Linked DNA regions of Zea mays: all the other regions are linked to region 3. A link is a contact called in public Hi-C data. All regions are on one chromosome and are shown on one strand. Each heading gives the region's core, a stretch centred on a gene start, on an enhancer-like site or on the middle of the called end of the contact. The rest is flanking DNA. Distances are from core to core; before and after follow the strand shown. Region 1 holds the start of LOC542067 (DNA methyl transferase 4). Region 2 holds the start of LOC100282758 (alpha-L-fucosidase 2). Region 3 holds the start of LOC100277217.

Evidence for each region. A called contact is a pair of places that touch in the nucleus more often than the background predicts.
Region 1: a Hi-C map of tassel shows a contact between it and region 3, with 2.6 times the contacts expected there. The contact joins the promoter of LOC542067 here to the promoter of LOC100277217 in region 3. A contact is called at or near these places in 4 of 25 Hi-C or Micro-C datasets (bundle sheath, ear, leaf and 1 more).
Region 2: a Hi-C map of leaf shows a contact between it and region 3, with 5 times the contacts expected there. The contact joins the promoter of LOC100282758 here to the promoter of LOC100277217 in region 3. A contact is called at or near these places in 12 of 25 Hi-C or Micro-C datasets (bundle sheath, ear, endosperm and 5 more) and 2 of 3 datasets of contacts at active chromatin or transcription factors (leaf and seedling).

Annotation. Positions count from the first base shown.
Region 1 is chr8:146,392,063-146,394,966 of Zm-B73-REFERENCE-NAM-5.0, forward strand. LOC542067 (DNA methyl transferase 4) reads right to left here and starts at 1,417. Exons shown (of 12, transcript NM_001111703.1): 1 at 1,333-1,417; 2 at 1,126-1,236. The coding sequence starts at 1,389.
Region 2 is chr8:146,723,491-146,726,662 of Zm-B73-REFERENCE-NAM-5.0, forward strand. It overlaps LOC100282758 (alpha-L-fucosidase 2), which reads left to right and starts at 1,547. Exons shown (of 5, transcript NM_001364362.1): 1 at 1,547-1,918. The coding sequence starts at 1,561.
Region 3 is chr8:146,582,771-146,585,912 of Zm-B73-REFERENCE-NAM-5.0, forward strand. It overlaps LOC100277217, which reads right to left and starts at 1,527. Exons shown (of 2, transcript NM_001150850.2): 1 at 1,398-1,527; 2 at 1-907. The coding sequence starts at 799.

The DNA of each region.
Region 1 (2,904 bases), core at 167-2,666, 190 kb before region 3:
TTTAGGGACCAAACTCAGGGTGATATCCCATCATTCCGCTATGATGCTGAAGTTTAGGTGTTGGGTGGCGTTGAACCCATTAAAGTGCTCCCAAGACGGAGAAATTTGGAATTGTGCCATTATAAAAAGTAGGCTTCGCTGGATTGCCATTAAATTTGTGGGTTTCGTTCAAGTGCCATTATCAATCAAGACGCATACGCTGAAATGCCTTTTGGATATTTATTAAAAATAAAAAACAATTTAATTGAGTTGGAGGGTGCAAGCTGACTCATTTACCCCGGTACAGAATCCATCTTGCTCTTTCGCTTGTTCTTTCTCTTCTCGCGTTCCTAGCGTTGATGGGCACGTAGGAGATATTCCACGTGAAGTAGCGGTAGGGGTCGTCGGCGCTGGCAAGTGACGCTGCTGCCACGGCGAGCAGCAAGAGGAATCAATGTCCACTGCAGCGACGTCACGAACGGCCACCAAGGTCCGCCAGCGACGAGTTCTCGAGTGCAACGATCTGATGTCTGCTGATGCCGTGACCCGTGAGCATGGTGGCCTTCTCCCATAGCACGGACGCCGACGCCATGAGCAGCTGCACCATTATGGAGACGCCAACGTGGACAAGTGCCATGAGCATGCTTCACTCATCTCTGCATAGCGCATCCAGCAGCTCACCCACGGCGGCGCCCACTGCTGCAGCGAAGCTAGCGGCGCCCACGACGACGCTGGTACGGAAGATGGCCTCAGGTCTGGTGCCCATCGCGCTGGAGTGCGACCGCACGAAGTGTCAAAGTGGTCGTAGTGGAGCGGAGCAGCGAAACGGAGAAGAGAAGGGCAAATGAGTCGCCCTCTCTAACCCGATTAAATTGGTTTTTCTTTTTGTTAAATAGCCAAAAGGCATTTCAGCGTATGTGTCTTGGTTGATAATGACATTTAGACGAAACCCACCAATTTGGTGGCAATCCAGCGAAGTTGGCAAAATTCCAAATTTCTCCCCATGAGGTGATTTTGTTCTAAACCGCTTGTGAAAAGGGAAGCAAGGCGGAGGTGGTAACCGGTCTCTCATACAGTAAGTAACACGTTTCTATCTCGGTTTGAGGACTGCTAAAGAGCAGATTTCGGGGTCAAAGTGGAGCGCACCTGGCAGGGGCGGTGGCCGAAGTTGTGCTCATAGACGTCATTGGCGACGTCGTTGATGTCGAAGGCTTCCACCACCTCCGCCCGCACGCCCGACGCCATCAGCGAGTACCTCTGCAAGCAAAAGGGGAAGGCGCCGAACCCTAGCCGCCGTTAGATTAGATGGATGACGGGACGAATCGGAGGAGAAAACAGGGTATCCCACAGTACCAGGCCTCCGATGCCGCTGTAGAACTCGAGCACTCTCCAAGGTGCCGGCGCCTCCATCGCCTCCGGCAGTCGCGCGGCCCGTGCTAGGCTGCAGCAACTGTTTGGAACCCCGGTTCCCTTATGTTGGCTGAGCCTGTGACTGTGACTCTGTGAGTCGGAGAGTTCTGAGAGTCAAATTACGGTCGCGGACTCACTGTCCGGTCCGCCTCCCGTGGAGACGGCAACGAATAAAATTTTCCTGCGGGGCATAAACATTTGCTCGACATGTTTTATTTATACAGTCAAGTCAACACAAGTTTGATAAAACAGTATAAATACAAAAAGGTAAATTTATGTTTTAGGATGAACTAGCACACTTAGAAGTTTGTGATTCTCTAAATATTATTTATCTCCATAGATTACATAATTTAATCCACTTATTTTAATGAGACACAAAAATTATACCAGGAATAGTGTCGGCGTTTCGAACCCGGGGTCCCTGGACCGACGAGTAAATTGTCGCCGCGTGCCCCAGCCCAGATGGGTCGGCGCGAGATGGAGCGCGAAGGGGGAAGAAGTCGGAGGGAGACAGGCGTGCAAAGGGAAAACCCGCGGCCTTCGTGTTTGTCCCGCGCCCAGGTCGGGTACGCTTGCAGTAGGGGGTTACAAGCGTCGACGCGGGAGGGAGCGAGCGGCCTTACGCGAGCGTCGTCCCGTCCTTCTCCGCGCGGCCAACCCTCTGTAAGAGGGCCCTGGACCTTCCTTTTATAGGCGTAAGGAGAGGGTCCAGGTGTACAATGGGGGGTGTAGCAGTGTGCTAACATGTCTAGCGGAGGAGAGCTAGTGCCCTAAGTACATGCCATCGTGGCAGCCGGAGAGGTTTTGGCACCCGATTCGTGTGGTGTCGTGGCCGTCGGAGGAGCGCTGGAGCCTGGCGGAAGGACAACTGTTGGGGTTGTCGAGTCCTTGCTGACGTCCTCTTGCTTCCGTAAGGGGGCTGAGAGCCGCCGTCGTCATAGAGCGTGTGGGGCGCCATCATTACTTGTTTAGCGGAGCGAGCCAGATGGGACGTCGGTCTTGTTCCCCGTAGCCTGAGTCAGCTTGGGGTAGGGTAATGATGGCGCCTCCTGTGATGTGGTCGGTCCGAGCCCTGGGTTGGGCGAGGTGGAGGCTCCTCCGAGGTCGAGGTTGAGTCTGTCTTCCAAGGCCGAGGTCGAGTCCGAGCCCCTAGGTCGGGCGAGGCGGAGACCGTCGGCTGAGGCCAGGGCTGAGTCCGAGCCCTGGGATCGGGCGAAGCGGAGTGCGTCGTCTTCCGGGGCTGAGCCCGAGTCCGAGCCCCTGGGTCGGGCGAGGCGGAGACCGTCGGCTGAGGCTAGGGCTGAGTCCGAGCCCTGGGGTCGGGCGAAGTGGAGTTCGTCGTCTTCCGGGGCCGAGCCCGAGTCCGAGCCCTGGGGTCGGGCGAAGCGGAGTTCGTCGTCTTCCGGGGCTGAGCCCGAGTCAGAGCTCTGGGGTCGGGCGAAGCGGAGTTCGTCATCTTTCGGGGCTGAGCCCGAGTCCGAGCCCTGGGGTCGGGCGAGGCGGAGTTCGTCGTCT
Region 2 (3,172 bases), core at 297-2,796, 140 kb after region 3:
CTGCTATGAAAACTTTAAAAAATAATCTAGATATGGAGTTTAGAGTTATTTACCCGACACTACAATCGTTTATGAAAAAGGAATCTAAACTCTAGAATAGAGCTGCTACACTTAGAGTTTTGGAGAAGATCTGCTCTGAAGTGAAGCAGAGTCATGTCAAAACATGCCCTCACTATGACCTATTTGGGATAGCTTATTTAAACAGTTTTCTGAGAATATAGATTCATGAATGCTCGGACTGTTTGGACTGGCTTAAAATTTGACATTCCATCATTTTTAAGTCAATCTTAAATTCTTGGGGTGAAGTATAGAAAAATGATTTTATATATCAACGAAATATGTTTCTACTCGGTAACTTATAAGATGTTGTTCGTTTCACTCCTCTATAGTAAAAAATATAACAAATAAATATTTTCTACATATTGCTAATAATAATATACAAATATATTTCGTATATAATCATAATACCTTAAGGGCCCGTTTGTTTCGTTGGAATAAAATTCCATTTTAATAATTATAATTTAGACAAAACTAATTAAGTTCATATATTTATATATGTAATATATTTGTATATTATCCTAAATCATATGAGAAAAATAGTTATATACTACATTTATGTTATAACGAAGCAATTAGGAGAGTGTGCTATAAGTTGTACATCGGAAAAGTAGCATGTAAATCTATAGAATCAATTTCCATATCTCACTCCATGAATTTGAGATAGTCTTATATGATAACTTTGGAAAGTGGTGGAATGTTACATTCTAAAAAAATAGTCTATTCCATTAACAAGATTTCAATTCCTCAAAATAAAAGGAAACAAACGGGGCTTAATTGATATTTGCTTAAATTACTATTATTAGAATGTTAAGCAGGGCGTTATAAAAATCTGTATATAGAAAAATCTCCACGGTTTAGTATTTAGCAACCGGCAAAATCATCCCGTCACAACCACAAATTCTGAATTCACGTTAATTTGGACTACTCTCACGGAAGTCGTGCATGACGTCGCGTGGCAACAGAAAACGGAAAGAACAGACACAAAAATGCCGCGGCAGAAAGTGCCAGCGCGAGGGCGGAGAACCAGACCGAGCCGAGACGAAAAAGAAAATAAGATGACAGCTGAGCCGAATAAACCAAATTCAAACAAAAAAAAACGAGTCGGGAACGTATATGGTGCAAATCAACTCCTCCGTGTAACCGTTTAAATTTCTAATCTGATTCACATGATGGTGATCCAAAGGGACATACGCGAAATGAGAGTGGGGATTTGAAAAAATGTGATTAGTAACGGGCAGTTAAGTGTAAAATTATGTACGCCCCTAGATCCTTTGGATTAATATAATGTGGTTTAGATTAGAAGTTACACGGAGGGATTGATTTACACCAGTATATTCCCTAATTAAATAGAAACTCCGTAAAAATGAAAAAGAAAACGTTTTCCGAGCGAATTTGAAAAAGCGTGTGGATGGCTCCGCCGTCCACTCATTTTAAAAACCGCTGCCCCTCCGCCTTCGTCTTCCTTCCTCGTCCGTTCCGGCGTCCTCTCTCCCCCACCCCATGCCAACGCCCACCCCGCCGTCTCCGTCCCCGTCTCCCTCTTCTGGAACTTGCCCTCTGCTCCGGATCGGCGCGGGCCGTCGTTTTGCCATGGCATTTCCATCTTGGGCGACTCTGTTCTTCGCCGGGATGATGGTGGTGTTGGCAGCGGTGGAAGCGGAAGCGGAAGCTGGAGGAGGGAGCGTCTGCTTCGACCGGATGTTCGGTTTCGGGGACTCGCTCACGGATACTGGCAACTTCCTGCTCTCCGTGCCTGACGACTTCCCGGACCCCGCGCGGAACCTCCCCTACGGCCAGACCTTCTTCGGCCGCCCCTCCGGCCGCTATTCCGACGGCCGCAACCTGCTCGACTTCTTCGGTATCCTCCGCCTCTGTTGTTCATCCTTCTCCTCGACTTGCGTGTTCGTTATCGGCGCTTGATGCTCGTCCTCACCTTCGTCCTGATTAATGGGGATGGAATCTCCAGGATTTCTTTGTGCGAATTCAAACTTTACTACTACTCCATGGATTTTATCTCTACGGTAACATTAAGATTTCGTAGAAATATACTGTAGTTCTGGTGTCAATTCTGTCTACTTAGATTAATAATTATCTTCCTCTTCGCTTCCTTTCGTGCCGCGTACTCGTCAACCCTATGATGCCAGGGGATGGGAGTCACTAGTCGTTTAATTTTTATACAAGCAATAGACTAGTCGTTTAAGGGCTTGTTCGGTTATTCCTATCCTATGTGGATTGGATGGGATTGGAAAAAATTGTGAAAGATTTTGACTTGTTTGGGATTGAAACCCATCCAATCCCACCCAATCCACATGGATTGAGAGCAAAACGAACAGGCCCTTAGGAGGCGCCGCCAGTGCCGTGGTGGTGAGGAGAATATAGTGTGGCCAGTTATGCTATTTTCTTTTGGCCCCTGTCTCCAGCGAGAGCATGTTCCCCCTACTGAGATTGGGAATTTGTTAACCGTGGCGTTTACATAAAAAACATGCATTGTAAATTTGTAATTGCTGTTGGAAACGTCCATGTGGGGGTCAATGAAATGTTCTCTAATCATATACGATAACATGATCGGTTTCAGAATTCATGAACTATAAGCAGCTGCAACCATCTCTCTGCCTTTTTTTAATATTATGGGTGTGCGTGCTTGGGTCTTCTGGACCTCCTCTGGAGGAGCCCGTCTCCTTTTTCTACTGAAAAATGGCTCGCCAATTTAGACCTCCTTCTGCAGAGCTTCACTCCATGATTCTCTAGCTCCAAGAGCTAATTCTCCAATAGAGTAATTCCAAATGATTCTAAAGTAGAAATGAATCTATTTAACGAAAACCGTTTGACAAATTGTGCGTGAAGTGATTTCTAAGGGGTTATAAGCAGGTTTTTTTTGCTCCCACTCTCTAGTATAAAATGGAGACTGATTCACTTCACTCACACCATTAAGCAACTCAGTTTTTAGTCGTTTGGCTTTCTAGAAGTGATTCTCGCTAGTAACATAGCTGTGCCAGCTCTTGCCAAACACCCCCTTAAACGTTCGCCCCCTTAAACGTTTGGTAGGGCTTCTCCAGAGCAACCGGACCCGGAGTTGGAAAGGAGCCATACGGGGCCTATATACTAGTCACAT
Region 3 (3,142 bases), core at 277-2,776:
TTGCTCGCCTCCGGCTGACCAGAATGATCGCCCTGCTACGTTCTGTTAAGTACTGCATGATTGAGCCTCTAGACGGCATGATGAAGACCATTGTTATGGAGGCCGGAGTCCTTGCGGCTTCCTCTTCCCCTTCTTCGGTGGCTCCAAGTTCGCCGCTGTTGTCCTCAACGTTGGCGTTGAACCCTGAACGCAGCATGCTCATCAAGTCTCCAAGGTCCCGCTGCTGCTCCATCCGGCGCCAATCCCGCTGCCGTTCAGGGTCTACCTCCATCGGCCTCGCCGCTGGGTGCTCCACCCTAGCATGCTTCCTCAGCTCCTGGTAGGCACCCCTGAACTCGCACGACTCCATGGTGCAGGACCGGACCTTGGTGTTCATGTACCTCCGTGCGTCGTAGTCCTTGATGCAGTCGCTGACTGGCCCACGGCACAGCGGGCACGAGAGCTGGACCTGCTGCTGGCACTCGCTGCACTCTGTCCCTGAATCCTTGGAGGAGTCCTTGGAGGCCTTCCGGTACTGGTCATAGCAATTGGAGTGCCGCGAGCTGGTGTCGCACATGAAGGGGCGGCAGCCCTTCTCGTGCGACGAGCAGACCAGCAGGACAGCGTTGTGCGGGTGGTCCATGCAGACCGAGCACCGAACATCCTCCCACTCTGCAGCTTGCTTCGCTGCCGCGGCCGCAGGAGACTCTTGTGACCGGCGTGAAGAACTGCTCTGTCCATGAGACGCTGACAAGTATGGGGAGGCACGAGCCCGGCGGCTCTCGTGAGAGGAAACGCGGGAGCTCCTGTCCTTAGGCATAGTTATCTCAAGTCAGTGAGATGCAAGGCTTATTTTTTTGTGAATCCAAAGCAAAGCAGCATAGACAGACAGAACACAGATGCAAGGTTGGTTTCTTTACTCCAAACTCTGAAAAGGAAATCAGAATAGCAAGCAAAACAAAAAAAAAGTCTTAATCAGATCGCAAGCAACAGCGTTCTGTATCCTCCATACATATAACATATATACATATATGAACACGGATCAAACAGGCCTGGCCTAAACCGACTTCACGTTCTGCGGGAATGGAAATTCACCCACAGTTCAAAACGAAAGCAAACTCTGGTTTAAACAGTAAGACTCCGATTTAGGAATCATGCCTCTAGAAGGCGCAAAATCCGTAGTATCAGGTCGTGCACAGCAGGAGCCCTTAGCTAGTCCGGATCAGGACTCCTCAAACAGTTGCGGTATAATCTGTAGGTGGAGGAACTCCACATCTGAGAAGAAGGGCCCCAGCAGCAGCCCGGAGCGAATCGGGTGGGGTCAACGCCGGCGGCGCTCAGATCGGCGCCGGCGGCGAAACCGCGCGGCCGCTTGGACCCGACGCCGGCGACACGGACCAGGAGGAGGGAGGTTTTACCGTTTCCAACGGGAGCCGGCGGCGGCGGCGGCAGGCGGACTTAGGATTCGGTCCGGGTCGCGCCGGGTAGACGCCAATCCAGGGGACGAACGGGGAAAAAGGAGGAGGAAACGATGCGGGACGAAGGGTCAGGTTGGGTGGTGGCTCGGGCTCGCTCCAGTTTATAGGTGGGCGTGACGTGGACGGTGACGTGGTTGGCTAGAGTTCTCCATTCGCTAGTCCCTCGTCTAGGCGGCTCCGGCTCGGCTCCCCGTGGTCCTTGTCGGCGACGGTGCCGCCTCGCGTGAACCAACTTCACTGTGGGCCGGCGATCTGGGCCCCGTCTGTCGGCGTCCTCATCCCGTCCCGGGTTGTGTGGTGAGGCCGGGCCCGCGTCCGCAGTGTCTGTGAGGATGACGGGTAGGCCCCGCGAGTGGGCGTCGGTTTACGAATGGATGCATCACGAAGCGATGGGTGAGGAGGGAGGTGACCGACCGACGAGGGAGGACCTGGACAGGATGTGCCACTTCAGCGGCGTGGGTGTGAGTAGGACCTGCCTCCGCCGTCTGCTACTGCGGTGGGAAAGGTAAAGCTGGAGGGCGTGCGCTGGCTACGCGTCCCAATCGCAGGACCAGAAAGTATCAAGTTGTCAATGGCAGGTGGGTCCCTGACGTTCTTATTACGTGGGCCCGTGATGTCCTTATGCATGCGGGCCCGGATGGCCGGATAGACACAGTGGGTGGGCTGCGCCGCGATGTGTACCGTGTACGCGCGTCGTGGGTGATTGCGCGTGGGAGAATTGAGTGGGCGGGGAATAATTTCTTGTGGGCCCGGGAAACCAGTGGCACTACTGTACGGAGTACTGTGGCTTGGTGCTTTCTGGGACTGGAGGTGCATGGAAACGGGTGCCGGGTCTGTGTGCACGGCTCTATATGGCATCTCTTCTGTCTTCTCCCTCGTCCTCTGCGCACCACGGCACCAGGAAACGCCATCTGCCGCACACCACACTACCGCTGGTACTCGTACTCTCGGAGTTGGATGAGATTTCAAAATTCGAACGCGCCGTAGCTCAATACCACAGCGGCATGGCGGCAATACTGCTGCCTCATTTACTATTACCTCCTCCATTTTTACGGTGTTTTACTGCTCATGATTATACATGCTATTTATTTAAGCCATTATTTTGTTCTATATCAAACCAACAGTACAACCGAGAGAATCCTTAGTCAAAATACAGTACCAAATATGCTGAAGTTAATTTGATTGAATTATTTTCCGAGGGCTAGCGATGCTATAACAGTTGCAATGGCTAAATATGATCTATATAGACATGTTTGCTTCAACTTCTGATTAAATTCTTACCATAAGGACCGGCTTCTGGTATCCAAACGTTTCCTAAAAATTGCCTAAATCAATGTTGTCGGAGGGTAAATCTCTCCAGCCGGGTGGCAGATTGCACCCGCTCTAATTCCTAAAATGAGGAGGGTCCTAAGCGTCTTGCTTGTTACGAGGTTGGTGGATGAACACACGAGAGCACACGAGGATTTAGAGTGGTTCGGTCTGCCAGGACGTAACACCCCACTCCACTTTGTAATGTATTGTGAGTTTGAGCCTGGATCTGTCTTGTAACGTCGCATGTCTCCCCTTTTATAGCTGAAAGAGGGCATGCACAAAGGCACTGAGCCCCGACATGTGGGCCCAGGAACATAGAGAATATAACACTTGGGGCTATAAATATTTGCTGTCGGGACAATCCCCTTGTGTCC